Regions from separate parts of the Mus musculus genome. Here region 2 is linked to region 1. The links are chromatin contacts, called in public Hi-C maps. All regions are on one chromosome and are shown on one strand. The core of a region is the stretch at or near the end of the contact, and the rest is flanking DNA. Distances in the headings are between cores, read along the strand shown. Region 1 has its middle 27 kb from the start of Gm35420. Region 2 has its middle 25 kb from the start of Crhr1.

Region 1 (7,562 bases), core at 1,976-4,475:
AGGTGCAGTGCCACTGATAGTGTGGTAACATTTGACTCCAGTCCCACCAGAGGGTGACGGGCTGACAGGTGAATGCAGGAAGAAGCAGCCGAATCTCCCCTTCCAAGGCTGCCAAGCTCACTGCAGTTCACTGCACAGGCAGGAAGATTCCCTGCTCAGGGCAATGGCCTCTCTGTACACAGGAGCAGCCTGCAAAGGACTGCTTGCATCCCAGATGTGCTGTGCCAGATGTGCCGCTCTCTCATCTGGCTCTGTTCTTCTCCCCTCCTCTCCCTTGTCACCATCTGCATGCTCAGACTCCAGCTCGGAGGCAGGATGCTTAGCCAGAACCAGACAGAACCAAATGAGGTCAGTGCCAAATTGACGAACCCCAGAGGCAGGTGGGGGAAAGGCCAGCACAATTCCTTGACCTCGTGGGAGCACTCAAAATCTTTCAGTGGTAAGATTTGGGGAAGGAAACACTCAGAAAATGATCTAGAAGGTGGAAGAGCAAGTTTTTGAGGGAAAACAGAAGTCTACTAGACTGGACTCAGTCCATAAAGCATTTACCTTGCAAGCAGGAGAACCCATGTTCCACCCCCAGCACCAACATAAAAACTCAGTATGGTTCTATGAAATCTCAGCGCTTGAGGAGCTGGGGGCAGGAGGATCACTGGGCTCTCTGGCCAGGCACTCTAGCTTAACTGACGCTCTTCAGGCTAATGAGAGACACTATTTCAAAGAAGGTGCACAGCATTCCTGAAGATGATACCCAAAGCTGTCCTCCCGGCTTTGCATGCAATTGGGTCTGCACATAGACATATAGACATGCATTCACACACATGTGGATGTGCATTGAACACACACACACACTTAAAAACAAAAAGAACTCTACTGGCTTCTGGGGAGTTGTGGGTTTGTTTGTCCTGGCCAAAGGAGAACAGAGCTGGTAAATTTAAATTTATCTCCAGGTTCTTCATTTTCGAATGCTCCTTTTCTCCATCTTACATCTGTTTTGAGTATATTCTTATACTATTATTCTTACAGACGACACCCAAAATAGCACAAGCTTTAGTCTTCAAAATGCCCAGATCACCCCTGGCTTTCAAACTATGAGGCCCCAAAGTTGAAGGGAAAAAAGATCCCGGAATCAGAAGGATGTTGTGGTTTGAATACGAATGTCCCACATGGGCTCCGGGGTTTGAACACTTGGTCCCCTGCCGATGGCGTTGCTTTGGAAAGCTGTGGCACTTTAGGAGGTGGAAGCTTGCTTGAAGAAGTAGGCTAATCAGGGTGGGGCTTGAAGTCTCATAGCCCAGCTCCACTTCCTGTCTGCTCTGTTTCTTGACTGTGGGTGCTCCCACCTCAACACCTTCCCTTCTCTAACGGATGACACCTCCTTACAAACTGGAAGCTAAAGGAAACCCTTCCTCCCTTAAGTGGACTGCTGTCAAGGTGTTTGTTTTGTCTTGTGCTTTTGGTCTGTGTGACAAAGTCCTGTAAACCTCGACTGGCATAGACCTACCTGCTTAACTAGCCCCAAACTCATGGCAATCCCCCTGCTGCCGCCTCCTGGTTATTGTGCCCAGCTAGTCACTGAATTTCACTGTTCACTTGTGACTGTAGCATCTGACTACAACCCACCCTGACTAATATAACTGGTACCTTTGTCCACTCATCCCCAGCTACCCTTAAGTTTACCTTTCCATGGGAGCTTAGACGTTGATACGAGCATGATACCAAGGTAGATCTCACTTTAAGGAACCTGGGTTCGAATGAATCACTCCACCGTCCCAGAGTCTCCGAGTCTCCCAGTTACAGAGTAGTATCAACTCTTTCCAATTCTCTCTAGGTCAAAGATCTATTCCCCCAATCAACTCCTGTCCCTTCTCAGGATTTTCTTCCATTTTCTGACAGTATTTTCTTTTTTTCTTTTCCTTTTTCTTTTTCTTTTTCTTTTTCTTTTTCTTTTTCTTTTTCTTTTTCGAGACAGGGTTTCTCTGTATAGCCCTGGCTGTCCTGGAACTCACTCTGTAGACCAAGCTGGCCTCGAACTCAGAAATCCACCTGCCTCTGCCTCCCAAGTGCTGGGATTAAAGGCGTGCGCCACCACGCCCGGCCTGACAGTATTTTCAATGGAAAAAAAAATCTTTTCTGTGTATGACTGTTTTGCCTGCGTGTTATCTGTATACCATGTGCACGCCTGGTATCTGTGGAGACCAGAAAAGGGCCCTGGATCCCCTGGAACTGGAGTTCCACACTGTTGTAAGCCACCATGCAGATGCTGGGAGTCAAAACCTGGTCCTCTACAGGAGCAGCCAGTGTTTTTCACCACTGAGCCATCTCTCCAGGCTCACTTTAAAAATATTTTATTTTTTAATTATGTGTATGTGGGTTGGTAGGGGGTAGATATGTGCACATGACTGTGCGTACCTGCAGAGGCCAGAGGCACTGGACCACGCTGGAGCTGGACTTACAGGTGGTTGTAAGCAACCGTCCATGGCTGCTCGAAATTGAACTTGGGTCTTCTGGAAGAACAGTATTTGCTCTTAACAACTAAGTCATTTCTTTAAAATCTTTTGTTTTGTTTTTCTAAGAATTAGTGTAGGTCTGGAGAAGTGGCTCAGAGGCTAAGAATGAGTAGTGTCCTCTTACAGAGAGCCTGGTTTCTGTCCCCAGCAGCCATGATGGATGGCTCACAACTGCCTGTAACTTGGCTCTGCGTGAGTCAAAGCCTCTGGCCTCCTTAGACACCTGTATTTACATATAAATACCCACATGGAGACAGAGCCACATAATTAAATAAAATACATCTGTGTGGAAGCATATGTCTTTTATCCCATCACTCGGGAGGCAAAAGATATGGGTCTGTGAGTTCCAGACCAGCCAGTGAAACTTTGTCCCAGAAAAACAAAGCAAACAAACAAAAACAAAAAAACTTAGTAACTTAACATTTGAGAAGTCGTTGCTGCCCAGCTTTGTACAATACAGAGTAAGCGAAGTCTCCCGCTTCCTATTTTGTGTTGCAAAACAACAATGTAGATTTAAGTTTCTAATCTTTCAAAACAGCAGGGAGCTGGTGCCCGGCTCTAGCCAGGAAGAGCTAATACTGGAAAGACCAAAGATAACAAGGGCAGTGGAAGATATAGAGATAAAGGGAAGGCTTGTGCACTGTTGCTGGGAGCGTAAATTAGCACAGCCATATGGGAAACAATATGGAGTTTCCTAAAATAAATAAATAAAAATAGGCAGTGGCTTATGGAGCTACCGCCACGTAGCTGTGCTAACCCCGCCCACTCTTCTTGCTCAGAAAAGCATTAGCCTTCCTTTTTCTTTTGGATATCGCCATAGCCTGGACATGCTTTCGAAGACACTCTGGGCTGGCTCTCTTTTCCTCTGAAGCTTCTGAAACTACTCATCTTCTGCCACGTTGGCTGCTTATGAAACAGCCGATCTTCTCACATCTTCCTCCTCTGGGGAGCTTTGGAGATTCACGTATTTACCTGCCTTGGGGTTTTCTTTTAAACCCTAATAAAAGTGTCCCCAAACTTCAAAACCAAATTAATGAAGTGAATTACAAATAAGCCAAGTTCGGTGCACAGTCCTATGATCCTAGTACTTTTGAGAAGTGGGAGCAAGGAGAGGCACATATTTCAGGTCGGTCTGGGTACGTGGCAAGATTCTGTTTCAAAAGACTAAGGACAGGGCTCAGAGGTATAGTGACCTCAGCGCTGGGGATGCAGAGAGAGTCTCAGAAACTAACACAGAGACACCTGAAGTAGACACTCAACATCAAGCTTTGTGTGCACACACACACACACAGAGTTGATCTCATGGAAGTCTAGAGTAAGAATACTGGTTTCCAGGTACTGGGGAGAGAAGCAATGAGGTGAGCCATGGTTGTAAAATTACAGTAGATACAAGGGAGAAGTTCTGGAGGGCAGTGTCACAGAAGGGTGAAGGAGATCGTGTAATATCAAAAATATCTAGAGAATAAAAAGATCTGGCATATTTTCAGCATTAAGCAACAATGTGTCAGGAGCTACACTGAACTTGATTTAAGCAAAAATGCATGTGTATAGAAACATCCCAAGGAACCCCAAGAATGTGTCTAATTTTTATGGGGTTTTTTTTGCGCATTATCTTACAAAAAAATTTAATTCATGTTTTAAAATTCTTAAGTCTTTGACCTCCATATTTCAAAGGTGGCAAATCAAATACATGAATGTCTTGTTTCTTGCAGAAACCCTACTAAAATGTGACTTAGGCGAGGGAATCAAAGGAGATGGAAGGGATGTGTCCACAAGAAAAAAGGAATTGGGGGGGGGGGGATTTCCAGCACAAGATCAAAGCTGTCAAGAGAGTTTTGAAGCTGGGAAGCAGGGGGAGGCCTCATGGGCACTGAGGCATTGGAAGACCATGTGCCCACCCAGGATGTGAGTGAGGATGGAGCCAAGACAAGCTGTGGAATCTTGGCACGGCCTGAAATCTCAGGTACTGGGCACTGCAGAGACAGGAAGGAGATGTACCAAGGAAAACCTGGGTGACGTGCTGACGTTGGTATGAGGAGCCACCTCACATCTGTCATCTTAGCACTTGGGAGCTGGGGGCAGGAAGCTCAGGTGTTCACGGCCATTCTTGGCTACATAAAGAGTTCAAGGCCATTTGAGATTTTCTGAGTCAATCAAAAGAAAAAAGTCGGACACCCCAAGTTCCCACCTACACTCAGTTAAAATCCCTTTTCCAGCCATGTTGAAATACACAGTAAATTATTGCTAACGCTGGTACCGAGCTGTGCTATAGGACATCAGAACCTTTTCTCCTCTCCTATTTCCTACCCAACGTCCCCAGGTACATAAAATAGCCCTGGACAAGACTCGCTGCTGCTGACACTGGGGATCCCCTGCCCCCAAAGAAGTGGCCAGGTCCTCTGGCTCTGCGAGTGAAACGTACAATGGCAGCTGACAACCATGCAGAGTCCACTTGACTTCATTCAGTTTGTCTCTCTACATCACTCCTGGTGCTACAGAGCACAGCCAAGAGCCCGAAGAGCATCTCCAACAGAAAAGACGGATGCCAGGTCAGCAATAATGACCAGCACAGAGAGAAACTTGAACCGAAAATGCCGCAAGATTGGTCAGTAATAGCTGTGGAAGGATAAAAAAACGTCAAGAGGAGATGTGTCACCCATGAGCCTAAACAAAAGAGAAAGGACTCGTTCAAATCAGGATGTGGTAAAGGGTACTCATCTCTGAAAATTTACTTAAAATAACAAACAAAAAAAACCTACTGAATTAGCTGAGGAGATGACTCGACAAAATACTTGCAAGCACAGGGACCTACGTTCAATATCCAGAATGCACTTTAAAAAAAAAAAAAAAAAAAAAAACACCTGGGCTTTACGTTTTAATGGTGTTAAACACCAGAGAGGTAGAGGCGCTCACTGGGCAGCTGGTTAGCCTTACTTAGTCATGCTCCAATGACAGACCTTGTCTCAAAATAGATGTGGGTGCTGCCTAATATACGTTCCATTAGCAATTTGTTGCATGCGGTTTGAGCTCACTGAGCAGCTGCCTCTGAAAGCAGAAGTGCCCCGCCCCCTTTTAGATACAAGGATGTTGGTCTAAGGGTGTCCTGCACGGACATGGACTGGCCCCCCAACTCTGAATGGGGATGAAATAGAACAGCAACAACCCAAGAGGGAAACCCCAGGGTTCTGACACCCAGCTAGAAGGGGAACCATTCTCAATAGAGGTCGCTGTGCTCAACCCGTGGTACAAAAAGGACTCAAGCATGGGAAGAGAAGCAGGAAGTTCAGCCTTGGAGGGAAAGCTCTCAGCCAGGAGCACCCCAGATGACTGCCTCAACTTCCCCAGTCGGTATCTGCTAGATGTTATGAGCTTCCCATTTCGGCTATCACTTCTATCTGCTGTTATTTGTTCTTTTACTTGGATGTGTCACCCAAGGGGACCCTGATCTGCCCGGGACTCTCTCTATCAGAAACTCCAGACAACTGACTCAAAGGGGCTTCTTTAGTTGATTTCTACTGGATGCACTGAGTACCCAAAGGATGTTTTTCTGTCTATCTACCTATCTGTCTTAGTCAGGGTTTCTATTCCTGCACAAACAACATGACCAAGAAGCAAGTTGGGGAGGAAAGGATTTATTCAGCTTACACTTCCATACTGCTGTTCATCACCAAGGAAGAAGTCAGGACTGGAACTCAAGCAGGTCAGGAAGCAGGAGCTGATGCAGAGACCATCGAGGGATGTTACTTACTGGCTTGCTTCCCCTGGTATGCTCAGCTTGCTCTCTTATAGAACCCAGGACTACCAGCCCAGGGATAACACCACCCACAATGGGCTAGACCTTCCACCCCTTGATCACTAATTGAGAAAATGCCCACAGCTGGATCTCATGGAAGCATTTCCTCAAAGGAGTCTTCTTTCTCTGTGATAACTTCATCTTGTGTCAAGTTGACACAAAACCAGCCAGTACACTATCCACTCCTACATCCATTCATCTGCTGCCTGCTATCTATTGTTTTACTTCAGTTAGCTGTATACTTTATAAACTCACTTGTTCAAAACTAAAAATAAGGCCATCATAGAACATTCTCCAGACTTTGCAGAACATGGTGCCTAAAGAATAATACCTAAGGTTGTCAAGATTGTCCTCTGGCGCCGGGCGTGGTGACGCACGCCTTTAATCCCAGCACTCGGGAGGCAGAGGCAGGCGGATTTCTGAGTTCGAGGCCAGCCTGGTCTACAAAGTGAGTTCCAGGACAGCCAGGGCTACACAGAGAAACCCTGTCTTGAAAAACCAAAAATAAAAAAAGATTGTCCTCTGGCCTATACACACACGAGAGAGAGAGATGCTCGTACATAAGCAAGCACAAGTGCACATCTCTGTCTGCTCTCTTATGGCCTCTTTGACATTCTCTCCTCAGCACCACCATCATCTCTGACATTGTCCTCCTTCCTTCCCCTCACCCCCTGTATCCCTTCCAGTCTCCCCTGCTGTCTCTCCCTAACTGGCCACACACAAGGCAGGGCTTTTCATTTCTTCATTTATGAAATCATTTTCTGTTCTCCGCTCTCCATGTTAAGAGCAAAAACAAGCGGAACACTTTGTTTCTGCATGGCAAAATCAAATTACAATGCTTTTGTGCTTTTCCCTCGGTGGCCTCTGAGGTGCCTCCCTGGATTTCTGCCTGGTAAGCCCTGTGTCCCTCCTTCTCCAATGGGAGTAATTTAAGATATGTAGGTTGTCTCAAATGGGAATAATAGGCTTGGTTAGTTGGAGCTCAAACTCACCATTGAAAGATCAATCTAAGCTGGTCTTGTCTACTTATTAGAAAGTGGGAGGGGGAGTTTAGATCTTTGGAATCCAAAAATCCAATCATTGTTCTAGAAAGCCTTCTATCCAGCTGGTAGTCTATAAACACCATTACCCTTCCAAGCACGTCCGGGACTCTATGCCAAGCCTCTAAAAGAAGATACTATCAAAACATGAGCAGAGGTAATGGTGGCCACACCTGCCAACCATGTGGAGAAATCGGCCAGCTATTTGGGTATGCATCA
Region 2 (7,562 bases), core at 3,690-6,189, 100 kb before region 1:
TCTCTACATTTGCCTGCCTCTCTGTGCCCCATCTCCACAACATGCCTATCAGTGCAGTATTCTGACACCTCTCTCTCTCTCTCTCTCTCCCTCTCTCTCTCCCTCTCTCTCTATCTCTCTCTCTCTCTATCCCTCTTTTCTCTCTCTCTCTCCCCCCCCTCTCTCTTTCTCTCTCCCTCTTCTCTCTCTCTCTATCCCTGCGCTTGGGTGAGGCTGTGACCTGTACTGGGCAGTTTCATTGACTAAAACCACAAAGAAAGTGGTCTTTTTAAAGAGAGACATAATATGTTTTGTCTCCACGTATGTATGTGTACTACATGTGCCCACAGCCATCAGAAGAAGGTGCTGGCTCCCCTGGAGCTGGAGCCACCACGTGGGTACAGGGAATTGAACTCAAATCATCTGCAAGAACAACCAGTGCTTTTTTTTACCTACTGAGACAATGTCTGTAGCTCCAAGAAAGCGGTCTTATCAGAAATCATTTTACTCATGAGAAACCCAGGGCTCAGAGAAGTCACTGGAGAGCCCAGGACACATAGCAGCAAGCAGAGACCAGAGAATGGTGATTCTGAGTGCCCCTTGACAGCTTGGCCCTGGGAGAATAACAGCAAATTCGGGAGTCAAGAGTGTCTTGGGAGAAGGTATTCTGTCTGGGGCTGGGGGTGGGGAGCGGCTGAGCACAGTGAATGGCCAGCCAGGTGATGTTGGGGCACACCTTTAATTCTAGCACTCAGGAGGAACAGACAGGCTTATTTCTGAGTTTGAGGCTAGCCTGGTCTACAGAGCAAGTTCCAGGACAGCCAAGGCTACACAGAGAAACCCTGTCTCAGAAAAAAAAAAAATGCTGTTGGCCAGAGGAAAGGGCTGGCTGGCTTCCCAGAAGGGACATGTGGAAGATTCCATCCATGACAAGGTTCATAGCTGAGGTGCTAGGAAGCCAGAGCCACTTGCAAGGCATCACAGCTTCCCTGATTGATCTGCCGTAGGTTCTGGGATGGGTATTGATTTTCTTTTAATACAAGAGTTTTGAAAAGGAAAAACAAGAAGCTTTGCCTGCAGAGACAGGATTTGGCAGACAATGGCTTGGTTTGGGGACACACTGTCTTAGAGAAGAGGGCTCAGGAGGGTGCTATGGGTGGGTCTCAGGGTGACCATCAAGCACCAGGTACCTGTCTCTGTGCTCTCTCTTACTGGGGTTAGAGTCCTGGGTCAGCATGCCTAACCTTTCCTTTGGTGCTGCGGATTTGAACTTAGGTCCTCTTGCTGGCATGCCAAGCCCCACCCCGTTTTTGTTTTAAATGAGTTTATGATGTTTGTATTAGGCTGTATTCATAAATAGTTGTAATGGATCATGGGTTAGATGCCGTGACTTAAAATGTCTGATCTGTAGGCAGAGCTGGAGAATGCTATGGCTTGATTATTGTGAGGTGTTCTTGCAAAGGTTCCTGTGTTGGGAGCTTGGTCTCCAGTATGGAGATGAGAGCAAGGTATCTCCAAGGTAGGGCCTAGTGGAAGGTTTTCAGGCCAGGTTCTTAAGGCGGGTGGGGGACTACCTCAAGCTGGCATCTAGGGGTGGGTCTCCTCAGAGTCACCCTGACTGCTTCCTGCTTGGCAATTTCGTCACTGGTTCCCACAAATGCTTCAGCTGCTGCCATCAGTTATGATGAGTCCCCACAGAAATGAGGTGCACATGGGCACCTCACCCCTGAACCCAGGACGGTGAGCTCAGTAAACCCCCTCCTAAGCAGCCTGCCTCAGGTATCGCACCGCAATAATGCAAAACTAACGGTGATGCTCTCTTTCCCCAGAACCTGTGATAAAGCCTGGCTTAACTCGATTCCGCTTTCTCCCTCAGTCTCTCCAGAAATCCTCCAGTTATTAAAATCCACAGTTCTGGGTCTATCCGCTGTCTTATCTGTTTGCAATTTTTCTTTCTTCTCTCTCTTTCCAAAGGGCTTTCCACGGTACTGTGCTAAACTGAGCTGCTGGGAATTAATTATCCTGGAAGGCTTGCATTCGAGTGTATATACATCCTCCTGCCCAAGCAGTACTGTTTGGTGTGGCCTAAAGCCCTTCTGTCTCCGTTTCCAGCCTCTGCATCTTTCCAGCTCTTTCTCCCTAGGAAGATGTTGGGCTTTTGGTGGCAAGCAGGGGGCTCTCATGTACTAGCCTCCCGTTCTCTCTGTAGCCAGGGATGACCTTGAATTTCGGGTCTTCCTGGCTGTCTCCCGAGTGCTGTGATTACAGGTGTAGACCATGTTGGCTGGTCTGGTGGACGTTGACAATCAGAAGCTACCTGGGAAAGCCATCATCCTGGGTCTGGTATTTTTGGCAGGGCTGGTAGAATGTTGGAGCCCACTCACAATGCTAACACTCTGGAGGTGAAGGCAGGTGGATCTAACGTTCAAGGTTGTCCTTAGCGACACAAGAAGTCGAAGGGCAGCCTGGGACTTGTAAGTCCCTGTCAACAAAACAAAACAAAACAAAACAAAATTTAAGCCATTTATCAAGAATCACTTTCAGGCCCCCAGGCAATGGCTTCTTATGAAACAAGCCCCAGACCCTTTAGGCAGAGTGGGCCCTTCTGTCTCCTACCTCCTTGCATAACCAGCCACTCGGGTCAGCCTCACCATTTCCCTGTCTCTGACACCCCTCACCACGAGGCCATTTTCACAGCTCAGAACAATGTCTCCTCCTATGCATGGTTTGTACCCCATGAGGCAGTCAAAAGTGTGGACTGTGGACCACATGACTGCCAGGCCAGCTCTGCTCACTGCTGAGCTGTGTGGCCTCAGTGAAGTCGCCCATGAGCCCCACTTTCCCTGAAAAGGGCATGATAATAACCACACACCACATTACAGGGAAGCTGTGAGCAGTGACCGTGAGTCCAGGGAACTGGTTTGCTGTGAGGCAAGGGCGTGCTAAGTAGCTGATAGCAGTGGCCCCTGTTCCTTGACAGAGAAACCCCTCAGAATGTTACCTAGGCCTTCTTTCTTTTCATGGTGTGTGTGTGTGTGTGTGTGTGTGTGAGACTGTGGGGGAGCATGTGCACACAAATGCACACACATATGTGTACATGTCCACATCCTCCCGTCCCTAACTCCTGTTCTGTGTTGCCTAGATCCCTCCTGTCCCTCAGTTCCTTTGCTGTTCTTTTGCTTGGGAGGAGGAACAGAAGGTGAGGAAGAGGGGGAAAGGGAGACGAGAGGGCAGGAAAGACGTGGTGGTGGGGGGGAGCACAGGAGGGTGAAGAAGAGGGGGGAGAAAGAGAAATGTGGAAGGGGAGGAGGGAGAAGGAAAGAAGAGAAGGGAGAGGAAGGAGAATGGAGACAGGCAGTTTGTGAAGGAGAGTCAGGGATGGAAGACCGCAGAGGAGCACTGCAGTTCCCCCAGGAAACCTCCTCAACCCAACAGTTCCTCTCTTTATCTATCCTCTAACAGAAAACGTTCTCAGACTTGCTGCAAACCTGCAGAGTCAGACTTTCCTTTGTAAAACATTGAGTTGCACGTGTAGTTATATACGTAAGCATGTGTGCACGGATGCGCACACAGGTGCATGTCACAGCCTGTGTCTGAAGGTCAGAGGACAGCTTAGGGCTGTGGTTCTTGTTCCTGGGGAGGGGACTTGGGTTGTCAGGATTGGTGGTAAGTGTCTTTTTGCACTGTGCAGTATTGCAGGCCCAGGACCAGAAATGATAGCGAAGAGGAACCTGAAATCTCTTGAAGGATCCAATGTGATCATCCAGGCCTTGGGATCCACTCATTTACACACAGTGGAGAGAGCCTGTTGCGTATTCAGCCCTGAGCTCACATTTCTGAGCAGCCTTCGCTGAGTGAGTTAGCCTCTCTGACCCGCATACTGGCATCTGTCTTGAGACAGTGAGATTTACTTTGGTGCACAGTCAGCATTTAGCATAGTGTCAGGCATATCCAGACCCCAACGAACAGGGAGCTGACCTGCAGCGATCGCTACATCATTAATTATTAGCATTATCACTGTGCGCTTTGGCACAGCCCACTCCGAGGACTGCAGCTCTGTGGGGTTTGTTTCTGGCCTCTGGTTCCGAAACTGGGCACTGGAAGAGGGTGTCTCAAGTTGAAAGTCAGCTAGATAAAAGGCAGCAATGGGGCTATTTGCTGGATGCTGGGCTCAGTGAGAGTCAAAGCTCTGGGGAAACCAGTGAGATGAAAGCAGATCTGAGCGCCGTAATAACATTACCCAGACACAGCAGCATCTGCTAAACTCTCTTGCTCACTCCCCCCAGGAGACTCCAGACACAGACACTCCAAAGAGGCTGCAAAAAGCCTTGGGACAAGGAAGGCACCATGGGGAGGGGCCAACATGACATGCAGCTGGTGTCCCTTTAGAGCCACTCCTGAGCAGGTCCTGGGGAGAAGCTACATCTATCTCAGTGAGTGTCAGGACTTGGTGCCAATGTGGTCTCCTTCTAGGTGGGCTCAGGGCTTCCCTGAATATCCCTGTCTCTCAGGCAGCTCCCAGCCCTGCTGTGACCTGCTGTTCATGTGCAGAGAACAGTGACATAGGCACCCCATCCTGCTCTCAATCCTGCATAAGCCACACTTCAGTCTTTCCTGTTCCTCAAAGCCACCAGAAGACTCTGACCCCAGGGCCTTTGCACTAACTGCTCAGTCTTCAGATCTTCGAATTCCCCTGTCCAAAGAAAACCACTTGACTGGCCTCTCTCCTCCAAACCTACCTGTGTCTTCTATAGCATATACGCAACGTGGAACCATCTTGCTGATTCACAATTAACTCCCTCATTACCTGCCTCCTCTGGCAGGAACGTAGCTCCCATGCAGGCATGACTATCTGTGTCATTTACCCTCTTATCTCTTGAACCCAGCATAGCTTCCAGTGCCAATGAGAGCTCCATGCAGACTGTTGAATTTTAATTTTCTCCTCATCTTGAGCCTTAGCAGCTGGCACAGTGCCAGGAACCCGAGCGCTGCTTAAAGCATGCTGCTTAGTGAATAAATTATACCCTCCAGCCCCTTCAGAACTGGCTCCTTCCCAGGAAACCTTCACTACAGTCTTAGAGCTAGAACCTGGCTTATTTGACAACATTTATTGAACAGCTATTTAGTTCCAGTTTCTAAGCTGGGTTCAGGGGCTGCTGTGGGGTTTGTTTCTGGCCTCAGTTAGAGGAGGGGAGGATTTCTCAGCAAGGTTAGAGGAGGGGTTCCCATGGAGGTATTATGCTCACGGAACTTCTATCCTTCATCTCAAGCCTTCTCTTAGATCCTGGGGTGTTGTAGCATGCCCAGCAATGTGGTTCAAAGTGTGGGTTTTATAGGTTTGTTGCCTGGCTTTGGTTGTTGGAGGAGGAGGTGGAGAAAATCGCTCTACTCAGGCAGGATCAAAGCTGGGGTTCAGACAACACCTCTCTCCAGCCTTGTCCCTCTGCTTCCGCCCACCTGCCATCCAGACAGCCCATAATCAGACTCCTTCATTATGAAGACTGATGTGGCCCAGACAGGGATCTGAGCGCGCTGGCTACAGCTGACTTTAATGGGGGAGGGGAGTGGTAGCACTCACAGAAACCAGAGTGACAGGGTTCTGCCTCTGTGCCTATCAGTTAGGCTGAAGCCAAAGATTCCTAGGAGAACCTGGTAGGTGGGACAACCAGCCAAATTAGCTGTCTAGAGCCCCAAGGGTGGGCTTTGAAGCATGAGAAGCAATCCCAGAAACGAGGCCAGGCCAGGAGGCCAGGAGGAAGAAGGAAGGGGCCAGAAAAGATGAGAGCTTTCTCTACCCAACAAGGGAGTCCTAGAAGTGTCCAGTGTAGGACTCCAGCTGTGGCGTGCTGAGGAGCCAGAAGGAATCCTAAATACAAGTTATGGCTTCTAAAATACTGCTCTCCAACTGTGGGGATCAACCCTGCTCCAGATCTCCAGGACACAGCCAATCCCCCCCTTGTGCTCACTAAAGCTGACTCTTCCTGTCCCAGGGCCAGCACACTCCTGACAACTGGAGTGTCAGCTTGTGGGGACGGCTAACTCGCCTAAGCTCGGAGTCCCCTTCTGTTTCTGTTCTCCCAGCGCACTGGCCAGCAGCCTCTGAGGACAGGGAGAAAGAAGGCTACTGCCTGCAAATGAGAAATCTCTTTCCAGAAAGTGAGGCAGGATCCCTAGGAGTTTTGTGGTCGGCAGGCCAGCTCCTCCCATTCAAGGAACTCAGGCACAGAGAATGTGTCACCTGCCTAAGGGTAGTATCAGAATCTGGGTTTTCTAGAAGCATCCACAAAAGGCCGGGCAGTGCCCAGTTCTCAGCAGGGCTTCAGGTATACCAGCTGCATAACTGAGTGGCTCAGCGGGCGAACTCCTGCCTGAATGGGTAGATAGATGGCTGACACAGTGTTTACTTTTCTTTGCTTCTTGGGCTTCCGGAGTCAGACCCCAGGACTTCATGTATATCGGGCAGTGCTCTACCACAAAGCTGTACCCCAGCCCGAGTTGTGTCATGATGTCTTTAGAAAAGAAACTAGCATGCCCCCCCCCTCAATGTTCCGTGGTGTGGTTAGCTCTGCAAACCACACCTCCGCTATTTGTGAATAAACCAGACAGTCAATCAGTCACCATCTCGAAATACACAACACTACCTCACAGCGACCAAATTGGCTGTGGGAACAGCAAACCACGTTGCAGGACAATTTAATTTCTCTTCACTGATGGAGTGATGGGCACTCTGAGCCAGGGGCGTGAAGGAAGCTGTCATCGATCTTGATTTCAGGGCGGCTGTGGTTTCCGTCTTACATGACAGTCTCATCAGCTTGTTGTGGAAGCGCTGTCTGTTTCAGCCTTCCTGGGGGATGCAGGTGGAGGGGACAACCTGAAGCCCTGTCCTCATGTCAACTCTTTGTGGGATTACTGAACCTTTACTCAGACATCCATCAGCGTGTCTTCATGCAGTCTCTGCCTGCATGTCTGTGTTCACCTCCAGGAATCTGCTGGGGATGAGATGCAACACACACACACACACGGACACACGGACACACAGACACACGGACACATAGATAGAGAGGCTCTGCAAACACCCACATGCATCGGGTCGGTCACAGCAAAGGTAGCATACCAATAGCCGCCATCCATAAAGGGTCCAGGGAGTGAACCTGAGGGGTGGGGAGAGAGATAGGGCTGGCCTGTAATATGGCTCACACTTGATCAGAGACAGAAGTAAATGAGTCTATGAGAAACCGGAACTGGACCCAGGCATATATAGCATTTTAAATTTTCTAGCAACTTCCTTAAAAACAGGAAGAACCTGGACGTGGTGGTGGCTCATGTCTGTAAACTCAGCACTTAAGAGGCTGAGACAGGAGGATCGCTGTGAGTTCCAGACCAGTGTGGGCTATGTGTAGCATCTGGTGGCCGGTGAGGGCATGCCCACTGTCACAGAGCTGCTGAAGGCAGGCTGAGGGTGCACACAGTTCTTGAACATGGGCAGTTCCTAACACGAAATCTTTTTTAAAAACCTAATGACGAAAACACTTTTAATCCCAGCGCTAGGGCAGTTGAGGCAGGAGGATCTCTGTGAGTTCCAG

What was found. Hi-C and Micro-C count contacts between places; a contact is called where the count stands out from the background.
Region 2: a Hi-C map of the N1E-115 cell line shows a contact between it and region 1, with 4 times the contacts expected there. The contact joins two enhancer-like sites. A contact is called at or near these places in 1 of 15 datasets of contacts at CTCF or cohesin (pro-B cells), 8 of 484 Hi-C or Micro-C datasets (the N1E-115 cell line, cerebral cortex, embryonic stem cells and 5 more), 4 of 115 datasets of contacts at active chromatin or transcription factors (bone marrow-derived macrophages, embryonic stem cells and large pre-B cells) and 1 of 9 other capture datasets (bone marrow-derived macrophages).

The regions. Positions count from the first base shown.
Region 1 is chr11:103,999,269-104,006,830 of GRCm38.p6, reverse strand. No RefSeq gene overlaps it. Among named protein-coding and RNA genes, the nearest start is that of Gm35420, 27 kb to the left of the region's middle. Within about 2 kb of position 3,225, at least 12 of the 459 cell types and tissues checked have an H3K27ac peak or open chromatin away from gene starts, as enhancers often do. A contact at or near this core is called in the N1E-115 cell line, where this site is marked.
Region 2 is chr11:104,103,883-104,111,444 of GRCm38.p6, reverse strand. No RefSeq gene overlaps it. Among named protein-coding and RNA genes, the nearest start is that of Crhr1, 25 kb to the left of the region's middle. Within about 2 kb of position 4,939, at least 19 of the 459 cell types and tissues checked have an H3K27ac peak or open chromatin away from gene starts, as enhancers often do. A contact at or near this core is called in the N1E-115 cell line, where this site is marked.